Linked DNA regions of Mus musculus: region 2 is linked to region 1. Evidence: chromatin contacts called from public promoter capture Hi-C data. All regions are on one chromosome and are shown on one strand. The core of a region is the stretch at or near the end of the contact, and the rest is flanking DNA. Distances in the headings are between cores, read along the strand shown. Region 1 holds the start of Klhl12 (kelch-like 12). Region 2 overlaps Ppp1r12b (protein phosphatase 1, regulatory subunit 12B).

Region 1 (2,993 bases), core at 331-2,830:
TTCCTGTCTGTGCCTCCTCGCTGTCCTATTTTCTCCTTCCTTCCCTCATCTCACCCCTGGAATGCACACAACCTCCTCTTTAGGCCATTTTTCTCTCTTATGGCTCCAAGAATATCCATACGTGTGCAAGTACACTTTAACCTTTCTTGGTTTCAAACCACACTAATTCATATTTACTTGCTTAAAAGATGTACTCATATACATAAAATAAATAAAATCTTAAAAACAAAAACAAAGAAACTCTCAACCCTCTGACCTTCACCTGTCTTGGGCCTTTCACATGCCAGCCACATTTTCAGCTTTAGTTGTTATTGTTTTCTCCCCTTGAATTTGTTCTCTCCTGCTTTAGTCTCCCAAGTGTGGGTATGCACGTGTAATGTCTAGCTCTCACAGAAATTCTTAAAGAATTTGTGTGTTTTTCTGCTCATCAGGAAAGCATTTGCCTAGATGAAAGAAAAAGGGCAAAGATGTTACTAGGGGAAATGCATATATAAAAGCAGAAGTAGCCAGAGAAGACCAGGAGAACCAGTAGATATGTTTTGTAATTTTAAGATTTTATGTGCATAAATGGTTTGCCTACATGTATACATGAGCACCATGTATGTGCCTGGTGCCCAAGATCGTTAGCTTCTGTTCTAGCTACCTTAAGTTCATCTGCTGTAGTAGTTCTGGGTCCAGATTTGGTGGGGAAGCATTCCTGCCCTGAAGTCTGATGACTACACTACAAAACCTAGACAAAATAGATCTACATTGATCATTTTAACAACTATTTCCAGAGTGCCCTCAACATTTTCTATCAATTCTGCACTCTGTCCACCATATTTAAATGTCAGGAACAGTTTGGGATCAAGAAGCTATGACACGAAGAAAACACTATGTAAAACGAAGACGCTGCCCTCTTGACTACACTTTACTATCCCTAAGAACCAAACGCCGTGCAAAGGAAAACTGGATAATCCAATTAGTCATTCATCTATACTGGAACAAGAAACATCTTTCCCTTCTCAGCCAAAGGCAAAAAGTCAAAATCAACGAAAAGCAAACGTCCTAAGAACCGCAGCACTAATGAACGACCATGGTGAGTCAGAGGAGAGGAGATGGCTGTGGCGTCTTCTTTGAGAAGGGTCTTTGCAGTTTCCCCTACTGCGACCCATTTCTGGTGGCTCAGTCAATCCACAAGTTCCTTTTCCTTGGAGTGAAGGAAGCAATCGCCTCATGGTGACAGGCACATTTAGGACCCTGTGGTTATCCGGGATGGGAAAGTCCTCCCTATGGTGAAGCGGAGCCTGATTCTTCAGAAACCGACCTAGAGAACTCTGAAACCCCGTGGGTCTCCCGAGTGTGGCAGGAACGCAGCCTAGCGCCTGCCATACCGCGTGGGGACCGCCAGTCTTGGGTCCTTCTGGCCTCCAGCGCACTGTCACACGCGGCACTCCCCACCCACCCGTCTACCCACTCTCAGGTCTCTTTTTCTGAGCTCTCAGGTAAGCAGGACTTCTTGGCTCGGCCTCCTAAGGTGACGTAACCCAGGAGAGGCCCGCCCCTCCCGTGGCGTGACGTCATCATGCCGCGCGGTCGCCGTACTCCGAGACTGGAGTTTACCACGGAGACTGCTCCGCAGCGGCTGGTCCGGGCGGCAGCGGCGGCGCTCCGGCTGCTCAGCCGCCTGGGAGCCCGGCGCCTAGCACCTCGGCTCGGACGGCCCAGGAGCCCTGGTGAGTGAGCGCGGCCCTGACACACGGCCTTTCCCTCTGCCCTCAGCCGGGGGCGCGGCCTTCCCCCAACCCGGGTACCCCCCCCAGCCCGGGTCGGTAGGAGATGAGCTGGGGCGCTGCAGGCATAGCGCTGCCTTCTCGGCTTCTCCGGAGCAGCTGCCGCCTGCCCCGGGAGAAGGTTTAACCTGGGAGGAAAGAATTCAGCTGAGAAACAGTAAGGGGACGTTTATTTAGTAAAGCTACACACTCCAAAGATTGGAGTGGGCTTCCTCCGAAGGTAGGCAGTAGCGCATTGGGGTTTTAAAGAAGTTTCTTAAGAATATTAGTGAGGTGTAAGGTATATTCATGCATGAAGGTAAGATAATTCCCTTTCCCTCCCAAATTATAGTGGTCTTCACCTCCTCTTGTAAGGCATTTATCCCCAGCAATCTTGAAAAAAAAAAAAAAAAGCAAGGTATGGGGTGGGAGATTTGGAAACTCCAACACATTGTAATGAAGCCAGTGCCTTTTGAGAATGCAGACCCTTTAACGCGGTTTTGGCAATTTGTTAAGTATCGTTTGCCTTGGTGGAACATCCCAAATACAGTTTTACAGATTTTGACCATGGGAACCTTAGTGTAGTCCCTGCTTAACCGGGAGACACAGCTACCAAGATACTGTTGCAGCTTCCATGATTACCGCATATCTAACTCCTTGCCTACCTAGGTCTCCCTAATACTTGATGGTAAGCTTGGTGTTCTTAGGGGAGAACTCCTTTCTCTCTCTCTCTCTCTCTCTCTCTCTCTCTCTCTCTCTCTCTCTCTCTCTCTCTCTCTCATTGCCTTTTTTCTTCCTTCTAGAATGATTTAGAATGGAACCCCTCTATTTACATATTAGCTGTTCTAGAATGTGTAGTTTTTGAATGGTGAATATATGGTCAGGCTTTGTGCTAGGAGGAAAGTTGCAGCCCTGAGGTTACTGTCATTTATGAAACAAATCTTAAAGTTTAATCACAGGCTGGGCCTTGTGCTAGAACACTAGGAAATCTTCATAATCTTCAGCTCCTGAGAATTCAGCAAATCCCCAGTTTCTTGCATCTCATAGTTTGAAACTATGTTAGCTTAAGCAAACCTTTTAAAAACAAAAAGCATTTACTTTAGCAAGTTGTCTCAGTTTTTGGTTAAATACATGTTGCAGAGTTTGGGGGGGGGGGGGAGTGTCCAGAGTCCTTTTGAAGGAGCTACTGAACAAAAGATGACAATGTAGAATCTCAGTTTTAATCTTAGGAAATTAGGATTG
Region 2 (3,099 bases), core at 408-2,907, 370 kb after region 1:
TTCTCTAGCTCCTTCATTGAGGACCCTGTGCTCTGTCTAATGGATGACTGTGAGCATACACTTCTGTATTAGTCAGGCACTGGCAGAGCCTCTCAGGAGACAGCTATATCAGGCTCCTGTCAGCAAGCTCTTGTTGGCATCTGCAATAGTATCTAGGTTCTGTGGTTGTTTGTGGGATGGATCCCCAGGTGGAGCAGTCTCTGGATAGTCATGCCTTTAGTCTCTGCTCAGAACTTTGTCTCTGTAACTCCTTCCATGGGTATTTTGTTCCCCCTTCTAAGAAGGATCAAAGTATCTACACTTTGGTCTTCCTTCTTCTTGAGTTTCATGTGTTTTACAAATTGTATCTTTGGTATTCTGAGTTTCTGGGCTAATATCCACTTATAAGTGAGTGCATATCATGTGTGTTCTTTTGTGATTGGGTTACCTCGCTCAGGATGATATCCTCCAGATCCATCCATTTGTCTAAGAATTTCATGAATTCATTGGTTTTAATAGCTGAGTAGTACTCCATTGTGTAAATGTACCACATTTTCTGTATCCATTCCTCTGTTGAGGGACATCTGGGTTCTTTCCAGCTTCTGGCTATTATACATAAGGCTACTATGAACATAGTAGAGCATATGTCCTTATTACAAGTTGTAGCATCTTCTGGGTATATGCCCAGGAGTAATATTGCTGAATCTTCCAGTAGAACTATGTCCAATTTTCTGAGGAATCACCAAACTGATTTCCAGACTTGCAATCTGATTACCAGCTTGCAATCCCACCAGCAATGGAGGAGTGTTCCTCTATCTAACCATCCAGTGAAAAGAAGACAGCATTTTCAACAAATGTTGGTGGCTCAACCGGCAGTTAGCATGTAGAAGAATTCAAACTGATCCATTCTTATCTCCTTGTATAAAGCTCAAGTCTAAGTGGATCAAGGAACGCCACATAAAACCAGAGACACTGAAACTTATAGAGGAGAAAGTGAGAAAGAGCCTCGAAGATATGGGCACAGGGGAAAAACTCCTGAATAGAACAGCAATGGCTTGTGCTGTAAGATCAAGAATTGACAAATGGGACTTCATAAAATTGCAAAGCTTCTGTAAGGCAAAGGACACTGTCAATGAGACAAAACAGCAACGAACAGATTGGGAAAAGATCTTTACCAATCCTAAATCAGATAGGGGGCTAATAACCAACATATATAAAGAACTCAAGAAGTTGGACTCCAGAAAACCAAATAACCCTATTAAAAATGGGGTACAGAGCTAAGCAAAGAATTTTTAACTGAGGAATACTAAATGGCTGAGAAGCACCTAAAAAAATGTTCAACATCCTTAATCATCAGGGAAATGCAAATCAAAACAACCCTGAGATTCTACCTCACAGCAGTCAGAATGGCTAAGATCAAAAACTCAGGTATCAGCAGATGCTGGCTGTGGAGGCCTTAGTTTTCTTAACTATGAGAGTAGGTTCTTGAACCAAGTTACCTCTGAATTATCTTGTAACTCATGATACAAAAAGTTACAAGGGAAATGTCTTTACTGTACTGAATAAGCTTCTTCAACAAGTCCCGTAGAACAAAAGCAATCTGTCTTTGGTTCTGCCTGCTTCTTTTTAGGGCATGACTCTGCTTGCTCACTAAAGTCTTTTCTGCTGACTACTTGTGCCCTCTAGTGATAAAGTCAATGATACAACAGGATTGGGCTGGGAAACCTACTGCCGCCCACAACAGCAGATGAGGAAAAACAAGCAAACTTCATGTCAAGGAAAAGACAGGCCAGAAATGAAGGCAGGAACAGATGGAAAGGATCCAAGCACTGTTCCTCTGGCTGCTCTGTCCAGAGCGGATACTCTAGGGTGACCCCACCACAGTAGCCACTGACACTCTGGCCTGCCCCCACCACAACAGCCGTTCAGACCTTTGTTGCAGTTTAGCTTTGCTTAGGTTTAGCTACTTATAGTCAGACTGTCTTGAAAATATTAAGTGGAAATTCCAGACTAGTCAACTCATACATTTTAAAACGTGTGTGTTAAAATCTCACACAATCCTGCTCTGTCCTGCCTTCTTAGCAATCAGCTCAACTTCAAAGGCATCAAGATTCCAGTGCCTGTGCTCCAGTCACCCTTATTTTACTAAGTGATATCCTGCAATATAAGAGTAATGATGTTCATTTTATTCAGTATACAGCTACAAATATTCCATTTTATTGCTGCTTATCTTGACCAACTTGTCGGCTAAAATCAGAGGTGCACAAGAGAAAGCACAGCACAGAACGTACAGCTCTACTTTCAATTTTAGGCAGCCCTGGGGGTTTTAGGCATTCATTCCCCATGGATGGAGAGGGACTGCTCTATAGAAAACATCACGCACACTCTGGAATACAGGCATTCATATTAACATTTTAATCCAGGGGTTTCTGACTTAGTAAGACAAGGTATCTAAAGATTTCCAGAGACTACCTGTTACCTAATGCAGCTATGAAACTGAACTGTTTAAACAAGGAGGAACTAAGCTTTCAGGTTACACAGTCTTTGGCAGTTTCTCTAGCTGGTGGATTTACCAGTGGAGTTGGTTGTGACCATTTATTTACTTATTAAGCAAGGTCTGTAGACTTCTTATTGTATTCTTTACAGACACAAGAACAATAACATGTGACTGTCTTCTTCATCATCTACTCTGTGCATGAGAAAACATCTGCACTGTTCTTGGCTATGAATTTCATGTAAATAAATCTTGGTTACAATTTCATCAGTACTTAAAAGAGGGGATGGAACCGGGCGTGGTGGCGCACACCTTTAATCCCAGCACTCGGGAGGCAGAAGCAGGTGGATTTCTGAGTTCGAGGCCAGCCTGGTCTACAAAGTGAGTTCCAGGACAGCCAGGGTTACACAGAGAAACCCTGTCTCAAAAAAACCATAAAAAAAAAAAAAAAGAGGGGATGGATTTTAGTGACATCAGCAGAGCTCAGGTCACACAGATGGCCTTCTTAGCCATACGGTGCTACTGGCAGGTGGCCAGACACTAAGGGATCTTCCTAAATATTTAAAAAGAGAGGAAAGAATCATATAGACTGAGAATCATCTTGCTCTAATCCCAAGTGGAGACAT

The links. Promoter capture Hi-C pulls out the DNA fragments that hold promoters and counts their contacts.
Region 2: a contact with region 1 is called in a promoter capture Hi-C map of frontonasal cranial neural crest, with 4 times the contacts expected there. The contact joins the enhancer-like site here to the promoter of Klhl12 in region 1. A contact is called at or near these places in 4 of 39 promoter capture datasets (the 3T3-L1 cell line, cranial neural crest, embryonic stem cells and 1 more), 1 of 484 Hi-C or Micro-C datasets (the G1E-ER4 cell line) and 3 of 9 other capture datasets (adipose tissue, embryonic stem cells and liver).

What each region holds. Positions count from the first base shown.
Region 1 is chr1:134,453,951-134,456,943 of GRCm38.p6, forward strand. Klhl12 (kelch-like 12) reads left to right here and starts at 1,581. Exons shown (of 12, transcript NM_001311136.1): 1 at 1,581-1,715.
Region 2 is chr1:134,828,089-134,831,187 of GRCm38.p6, forward strand. The region is part of intron 18 of Ppp1r12b (protein phosphatase 1, regulatory subunit 12B); the gene reads right to left. Among named protein-coding and RNA genes, the nearest start is that of Gm32670, 55 kb to the left of the region's middle. Within about 2 kb of position 1,658, at least 11 of the 459 cell types and tissues checked have an H3K27ac peak or open chromatin away from gene starts, as enhancers often do.